Regions from separate parts of the Anser cygnoides genome. Here region 2 is linked to region 1. A link is a contact called in public Hi-C data. All regions are on one chromosome and are shown on one strand. Each heading gives the region's core, a stretch centred on a gene start, on an enhancer-like site or on the middle of the called end of the contact. The rest is flanking DNA. Distances are from core to core; before and after follow the strand shown. Region 1 holds the start of GLO1 (glyoxalase I). Region 2 holds the start of ZFAND3 (zinc finger AN1-type containing 3).

Region 1 (4,106 bases), core at 633-3,132:
CACTGACCACTATTAGAGAGGGAACACAAGGGGGAAAGATCATTAGTTTGACGTAGTATGGTAGTTCTGATTTTCTTATGTTCTTAATCCTAGAGCTGAGATCCAACCCAAATGCTTGGTTCATAACAGGTTTTGCTATTAAAATAAATAAATAAATAAATAAATGAATAAATCAACATGACATACATTTTTCTGTATTTCTCAGCAAATCTGTAGAAAAATGTTGACCAATGCACTAGTTCTTTATAAAATAATAAGATGAAAATGGTGTTACCTTGTTTAGCAGTAGCACCCGTCCATTGAAAAGTGATTCTCTCAGCTTCTCTCCTGACCCCTTTAGAGCGGCAGCAATTTGACAGTAGGACTTAGGGAGAGGAAGAGAGAAACAAAGTCTCAATGCTGCTCCATAGCTGCCAAGGTTTCCACAGTCCTTGGGGCAGCCTCACCTTGGGGACCAGCCTGAGAAGGGCAATTCTAAACCTTCCAGTTTCAGCAATCAAGTACGCTGACAGAGCCAGCCCAAGGGGCTGGGAGCAGGGACACCCGTTAGTGGGATGCCAGGAAAGCCCCACATTGCTCCAGAGGAGCACATCTGAGAAGGTGTGGGGAGGAGGTGGTGAGGGAGGGAAGGAGAAGACGCCTCCCAAGCGTAGAGGAGCAGGGATCCTGATCTCTATCTCTCTCCCGACAAGCTGAGGTACCTAAACCGGCACTTCTACTTCAGGAGAGAGAGGCAGGCAGAACCTCACCAGCCTGGCTCCAAGTATACCTCACAGCACAGGGACCAAGAGAGCGACCCCAAGGCAGCACAACCGCCCCGTCGCGGCGGGCTCCCTCCGTCCCGGTCTGCCGTTGCCAGCCTCCGTGCCGGTACTGCGCAACGCGGCGGCTTCTGTGGGGCCGGCCGTTATGGGGCCGGGCCGTTACCGGGCGCCCGTAACCGCTGCAGGCTCGGCTCGGTTCGGTTCCAGCCACCGCCGCCCTTCAGGGGCCCACAGCTGCCTCTCAGCTCTCAGGAGCTGAACCTTGCCCCTGCCCTAAGGGCCGTGGGGAGCACCAAAGGCCTCTGTGAAGGAACTTGCACAGCTTGATATCATAAAATCAGGGATTTGTTTCATGCGCACTATGTGTACTTTCTGAACTCAAGAAGCGTAACAAGATTTACACAAAATTTCTGTGCTGCCATGTGTGTTTGTTTGTTTGTTTGTTCTTCTTAATTACCACAAGTGTAAGCTTATGTTGAATATTCAGTTCAGGCAAGAAAAAGCTGTTTTTCATTCTTAGCTTTGAAAGACAGAGTATTCTTACCTTTTACACCTGAAATAACAGGTTAGCCCAAAGTGGCACTGTGTAACTCTAAAGGGAAGCAACTATTATCCAAAATGTTCCCTTAGCTTCTGTCAGTCAAGACAGAAACTGACATCTCTAGGTACTGAAATGAGTAAACCACACATTTGTAAGCTCACAGTCTAAAGGCATAAAGTCAGATTTTCAAGCCACCTTAACGTGCCATCAGTTGGAAGGATTTACAAAATAAAGCAGTTTATTAGAGTTAAATATGTAAGCCTGTCCAGGGGCTTTTATGGTACCCTCTGCCTGCGATCCAGAGAGGGGCGCTCCTTCACAGTCATGCAGAACACCCGTGCCTCCACATTTTGGGTAATTAACCTGCCGCACGCTGCAGGTTAAATTTGACTTACATTTAAAAGCACCCGTTTATTAGTACGGGAGAAGCCACCAATCCGGCCACCCCAAAAGCGGGATTGGTGGGATTTTTTTTTTATTAATAAATAAATAGATAGATAGATAAGCCGAGGGAAAGCCCCGCTCTCCATCCCTTCGTGGACACCCCCCGTAGCACGAAGCCGAAGGCGGCTCCGCCACACCTCCGGGGCGGAGCGCTGCCTCCCCCGGGCAGCCTTCATCCTCCCTTCTCCTCCCCTTCTCCCAGCTCCGTAAAATGGCGGCCCCGGCAGAGCCGTGCGGCCTCAGCGATGAGGCTGTCTATGGCGCCTGCTCCGAGCCGGATCCCAGCACCAAGGTGGGGTGGGCGGCTGGGGAGTGTGTGGGGGCGCATCGGCGCTGTGGTAGCGGCGGCGGCGTCCCCCTTTGGAGGGTGGGGGGCGGCATGGGGCCGGGAAGGGAGAGAATTGGCGGCTGTTTTATTAGGGGAAATAGCTGGTAGTATTTAAACTTAGAATCTAAGTCTGCATGGGATATGTGTCGGAAGTATCTAACTTGCTTTTCATCCACCTAGCTGTTCAGTAGCCCTTGGTATATAAAGTTATGCTGTGGCTTGAGAAAATACCTTTACAGACTGGTAGGCCAAAATACCGTTGTGCTTGACAGAGATTCAACAACTGTGCAATGAAATAATGAGCTCAGCAGTTTAGCTTTAATTAAGTTCTGTGTATGTATGCAGTGAGTACCAACTGCAGTGAGTATCAACTGCTCACGTACCTGCATGCAGGGCACAGCATGTATAGTACAGCTCCATAAAAAAAAAAATAATAAAAATAAGAATGCTACAAACTTTTGATATTTCTGATTTACATAGGGAATGATGCCTGCAGTTTCTTTTTTTTTTTTTCCTCCTTATGCTACAAAGGTATTTTTATTTAATACAAAGGTGCATCGGTAGCATCAAGAGCAAAGATTTTATTTACATTGGATATAATACTGTATTTGTTACTTCTATACCTGCCGTTTTTAGTTTCATTACTAACTTACTTCTTTGTTAGTACATATTTGTTTCATATATAAAAATAAACTCTTCTTTTTTTCCCCCACAGGACTTTTTGTTTCAGCAGACAATGTTAAGAGTAAAGGATCCTAAGAAGTCGCTGGATTTTTATACAAGAATTCTTGGAATGACGTGAGTGGAAGTTGTATGCTACAGTAACTTTGGTTGTTCATAGTATTGTTTTCAAAAGACAAGTTTTTGTTATTTTGATGTAATTATACTAATTGGTCTAACTACATCAACAGTGCTGGCCTATCAACTAATGCCAAGTTAAGTAGTCTGGCAATCACCAAGAATTTCCACAGCATAATTAATGTTGCAATTAAAGTTGCAAATGAACTAAAATTGGTGTTGGCTAGAATTTTCTTTTTTTCACTGAAGTAGGTTATTAATCATCAGTATACAACTCTCTTACTTTATCTTCGGTGATCCGGCAGTTAACTGGTAACTTGTATGACAGTGCTTATAATCAGGAGTCGTTGCTATAAATCTTAAAACTTTCTGCTAGTTCTCAGAGGTGGCTGGTGACCACCTCTGGACATAAGAGACCAAGACAACACAAACTGGTGACAAGGTTCAAATTCCTTTTGGAGAAGGCTGTGAGGAGGCAGATGCCCTGCAGTAGCCTAAGGTGTTTGTGCTAAGACTCTGCACATTCTTGTCATATGAAAAGAGTTTGTTTTAAAGCAACATTCTAGTTTATTTTTAAACATCCTGAAATCAGTCCAGTCTAAGGTAAAATAAAATGCTTCTACTTCAGTGAAGAGGTGTGTGACAGAAATTAAAAAGTAATTAAATGGTAAGCTGAAAAATAAATTAGGTGTGTCTTGCATGCTTGCTTGCTCTGATCAAATTTCCGATGTAAAAATGATTTGAAGTATGCCACGTTTCTAGGAATGAGGTAAAAGTAGCAGAGTCTTTTCAAAAGTTCTCTGAAGCTTACAACATTTTGTACACATCATATGAGATCACTCTTAGCAGTCTGTTATCTTGTGCAATTTTCTATAGAACAATGATGTGTGTGTATCAGATATGTCACAATAAAGCGAGTGAATCCTTGCTGTTAGCAAAGGGATAAACTTTATAAGCAGCTTTTTCTGACCTTGGGTATTTTGTAGTTGATTAAATTATCATGTCTGAAATGACTTTTATGATTATACCAATCTGTGGAAATAGTAAAAATATTTCATCTGTGTGTTTATTTTTTTAATTTGCTTGTGTTTGTAAACTTGGTCTGGTGCCAGCAAGTTCTATGGCATGAGTAAATTTCAAAGTAAATGGTTGTTATTCCTTGGTGATACTGTAAAGTGGATGAACATAAGGATCTTCCTGAGGAAATACATACTAGTAACAGTGGCGGCCT
Region 2 (4,315 bases), core at 459-2,958, 310 kb after region 1:
AGCACTGGCAAGGCCCAGGTGAATAAGGAGAGGACAACACTTAAGTTTCTTCAAGACAGAGAAGTACAACAAGCCATCAGACTGTGGAAGCTGATGGTGCAATTTATTCATTTTTTGAAGTGGAAATATAGCTACAAAGCTTGCCAATGAGTATTGAAAGGCACCTGGGAGAAAGGGAGCAAGAAATAGCATTTTGATAATTGTTTGTTCAAGGGAAACGTAGGTTTTAAGAGAAGAGTAATGGCTTTAAAGGCAATGGGTTTTCTTGAGGGCCTCCTGTCACCATTAACCAGATCCTCAAACACGACGCACCAGATTTTTGTCTCTTTATCACAACCCTCTGAACTAGCCCAAAAGTTCAGCCCAGAGGAAAAGTTCACTTTCAACTTTCTGTGACTCTCCTCTCACGCCAAGATCAGGTTACACGAGTCGGTGCGCTGCCTCAGAGACAGCAGCAACTTGCTCCCCACTACACTGCAGAAAGCATCAGTGCCAAACATGGCAGCCTAAGAAAACAGAAATTAACAGAACAATTTACTGTATATTTGTAATATGCCTTGCACAATCACTCCCGGCAGGGCCACGGCATATGTTGCACTTCATGTTTTCTCTCATAACTCACGAAAACGGATTTCACTTAAAATCCTGCCTCTCCAGTGGAAGCACCCCACGTACAGCGACACCGCTAAATCACTCTTATTGCATCTCCTTCCTCCCAGCCTCCACTCCCCCCCCCCCCGAGCACCTTACATTGCACGCCATAAATCCCAGGAAGGCACAACCACAGACAAGCGGAAAGCTCAGGTGAGCCCTCAGAAGTCTATTTAGTCGTGTGTTCTTCGAGCATTTCGTCAGCAGGAGCGTTAGGGACTAACATTTCTGGGATATATATATATATATATTAGGGGCGTTTTGTGGCTGCGTGTGTCTGGCAGCAAACCACCTGCCATGATACGTCTGATTTAAAATACAAGAAGTGATCGGCGATGGAAGCGTATCCAGCACCCTAGGGCGGGCAGGGGGTTAGCGAGGGCCCGGCTTCGTATTTTTACCCCAGCTCTGGCTCAATAACAGCAGCCCTACTTCTCCCTTCCTCGCAGGAGGCCGGCCAGCAGCCAGGCAGGCCGTGGGGCTCCCCGAGGTGACGGGACCACCATTTTACACAGCGCTTTCCCCTCGACCTGGGGGGGGGGGAAGCAGTTGGAGCCACCCCCCCCCCCGGCTCCCTGTGGGGCTGGGCGGGGGGAACCGGGGGGAGACGGGGGCGGCCCGGGGGGGCTCGGGGGCGGCGAGGGGACCCCGGGGGCGGCCCGGGGGGGTTCACAGCCGGGCCTGCCCCCACCTGAGGGGTACAAGCAGCCCCCCCCGCCCCAAACCCACACTTAGGGGGGCACAACGCAGCCCCCCCCCCCCCCCTCCCAGCCCCTCCCCAGGGCTCAGCCCCGGCCCCTGCCCCTTCCCCTGCCCGTTCCCGGTCCCCCCCCTCCCCTCCGCCGCCGCCCCGCCCGGCCGCAGCCCAGCCCAGCCCCCTCCCGGCCCGCGGGGCCCTCGCTTACCCCCAGAAGCCGCAGGGGCAGCGCGGCGGCAGGCTGGGCGCCTTGCTGCGCTCGCTGCCGGCGTCTCCCATGGCGGGGCCGGGAGCGGGGCCGGGGCCGGGCCGGGGCCGGGGCCGGGGCCGGGGCGGCGGCGGCGGGCGGTGGGGGGGGGGGGAGGGGGGGGCGGCGGGGCTGTGAGCCGGGATTCCAGGCCGGTCAGCTGGAGCCGGGCGCCACCACCGGAGAGGCGGCAGAGGGGTGGCCGCGGGAGGGGGGGCGGCCGCGCCCTAGCGGCAGGGCCCGCGTTGCCGCCCGCCCGCTGTGACGTCCCCCCCCCGCCGCCGCGGCGAGGTGCGCCCGTCCGCCCCGCCGCGCCGCTCGGCCCCTGACTCAACAATGCGCCCCCCTCCCCTCCCCGCGCACACACAGACACGGGCCCGGCCCCGGCACCTCGCCTCCCCCTGGCCTGAGCGCGATGGTTTCGCCGAGCCGCCGGATCAGCTGGGAGCGGCCTGTACCAATGTGCTGCCCCGGGGGGAGACGGGATTGAGCGGGGGTGGGAATGAGGGGAGAAGCGAGCTTAGGAGGCGCCCGCACACTCGAGAAGGGAACGAGTATCTCCGTAACGAGGCCACGAGGGGCTGCCTGGGCTCTCAGAGCCGGCTGGCTCCTCTACCCCGCGTTCACTCCCACCCACACGTTACGCCGTAGTGGTACAGCCGGCGAACGAGGGGGGGAGTGGGGGGGCGGCCGGCCGTGGCGGCGCATGCGCGGTAGGCCCGCTACGCGGAAGTGGGCTGGTGGCCCAGCGGGGCTCGGGGCCTGCCCCGTGCTGCTCGGGCCGGGCCGCTGTCAGCTCGGCGCCCCGTGGCGGGCGTTCGCCTGCTGTTCGCCTCTCTGTGAAATAAAAACGGTCACGTTCCTAAAGCACGCGGCTGTCCTGTGCTCTGTTCTTGGCTGTCTGGGGAAGCTAAGCTGAGGGCTGGCCTCAGCAGTGGGAATGGGGGCACCGCGGCCCTGCTGATCTGGCCACAGAGGGGGGGAAATGGCCGGGGTGAAGCAGGGCGAGCAGAGAGATGGGCGGCAGGCACCCCGCTGGGCTGGGCAGCTGGCTGCAAAGGGAAAGGAGAGCGGAATGCCAGCGTCTGGACTTGGGAGCTGAGTAATGGGCATTGTACCTACAGTGCAGGCTTAGCAAGCGGCCTGGGGCAAGTCGCAGCCTTGCTGTACCTTGGTTTTGTGTGTGACATGGAAATAACACCAACCCCCTGCCAGAAATTGCTCTTTTGACCTCTTTGTGGAAAATGGCATGTGGAAAAATACCGGTGTGGTGATTATGCAGGTGGAATTGTAATACATTCTTGAGGTGGTGTTATCTCACGTTTTGACTTTGAACCTAAACCCAAGGATGTTTGACATTGAAAGTAATATACGTTGTTAACAAATCCTGGAGTATGTAGGTCTTTGTGAACAGTTGATTAATTCTGCCAAAACTCTTTTGACTTAAATATTGACCATCTTTAAGAATTTTGTATCAAATTAATTCATGGCAGAGGGAAAAAACTAGTCATGGAACGCACAGAGACAAGCTTAAAACTTTTTTACATGTTGAAATTTAATTAAACTCAAGTAAACAGGCTGCTTCTGAAGAGAGGTTTATGACTGAGCTCACTAATAGCAGTTGGTTTATCCAACAACCATCGAGGTTCAGGCTGACTGACTCCCTGTTGATGAACCAGCCGGGCTGTAGCTCAGCCAGACCTTGCTCTTCCTCAGCAGAAACTTTGAAAGCAAAAACATCACTGAGTGTAAGATCGAAGCGGTACAATGGAGACGGGATGTGTGTTGAGAGTTTTCATTGACAGATTAACTGGTGCCAGCCCTCTGGAAGTAGTCTGTGGCTGCGTAGTGAGCGCCCTGTGCGCTGGGGTGTGAGAGCTTCCTCTTGGCACAGCTCTTGGAGGAGCCTCACTGCTGAGGCAGCACTGTGAGTGCACTGAGAGAAGTGAGTACTTGAACAAAATAGCCCCAGCTTCATTAACTCAGCCCTTTAAACCAGTAAGTCAACTGAATATTAAAATTGTCCCTTATGTGCTGGCTACCTATAGTGCTACCGGAGGCTGTAAACTCCCTTCGGTTAAGCAGTACATTCTGTCTTTCTTTAAAGATGATTTGATAGCTAGTTCATATGTCCTGATTTGCAATTAAAATAGAGTCAGCTTTCAGCTGTTACAAATGTCATGGAGAAGCATTCTCTGTGGTCTTCTTGCTCAGTACACTTGTGTCATTCCAAATAAACTTGATTTTGTAAGGTTATGTTGGGTTTAATGCCCAAGTTCTGGTTTGCGAAGCAATTCAGATTTTTAAAAATCCTATAGTGGTTTGGTAATTCATTCCAAGTTAAACACAAGAAAAACATGAGTTCAGACATAATGGGATTACAAGAAGTAAGTATATATTTAACACGATGACAATGAAGACACCTCAACAGCAATTTAGCTCTGCCCAATACTGATGCCCTATGGAGGAATAATCTGAAGGGGAAAAAATCTTTGGGATTCTAGTATACTTCAACACTCTGGGACAGAATAGAAAGAGCATGTGTGCTTGGTGCTGTAATGTCTTATGTCTAAAACAGTATTTTGGAATTTTTTAAAGAATAACTTCTGCCACACTGTTTTTCAATAATTGTGGTATTTCCTATTTTATTTAAGTAGCAGAAGGTATAAATTACTGATGTATCATTCAGAATTACTTCTGGAAAAATCATTACATTAATC

The links. Hi-C and Micro-C count contacts between places; a contact is called where the count stands out from the background.
Region 2: a contact with region 1 is called in a Hi-C map of liver, with 3 times the contacts expected there. The contact joins the promoter of ZFAND3 here to the promoter of GLO1 in region 1. A contact is called at or near these places in 2 of 7 Hi-C or Micro-C datasets (both in liver).

What each region holds. Positions count from the first base shown.
Region 1 is chr3:33,003,522-33,007,627 of Taihu_goose_T2T_genome, forward strand. GLO1 (glyoxalase I) reads left to right here and starts at 1,883. Exons shown (of 7, transcript XM_048080077.2): 1 at 1,883-2,041; 2 at 2,793-2,875. The coding sequence starts at 1,961. It overlaps DNAH8 (dynein axonemal heavy chain 8), which reads right to left and starts at 1,830. Exons shown (of 93, transcript XM_013171043.3): 1 at 770-1,830; 2 at 275-364.
Region 2 is chr3:33,316,785-33,321,099 of Taihu_goose_T2T_genome, forward strand. It overlaps ZFAND3 (zinc finger AN1-type containing 3), which reads right to left and starts at 1,709. Exons shown (of 7, transcript XM_066993835.1): 1 at 1,557-1,709. The coding sequence starts at 1,627. LOC136790371 (a long non-coding RNA gene) reads left to right here and starts at 739. Exons shown (of 4, transcript XR_010830201.1): 1 at 739-804.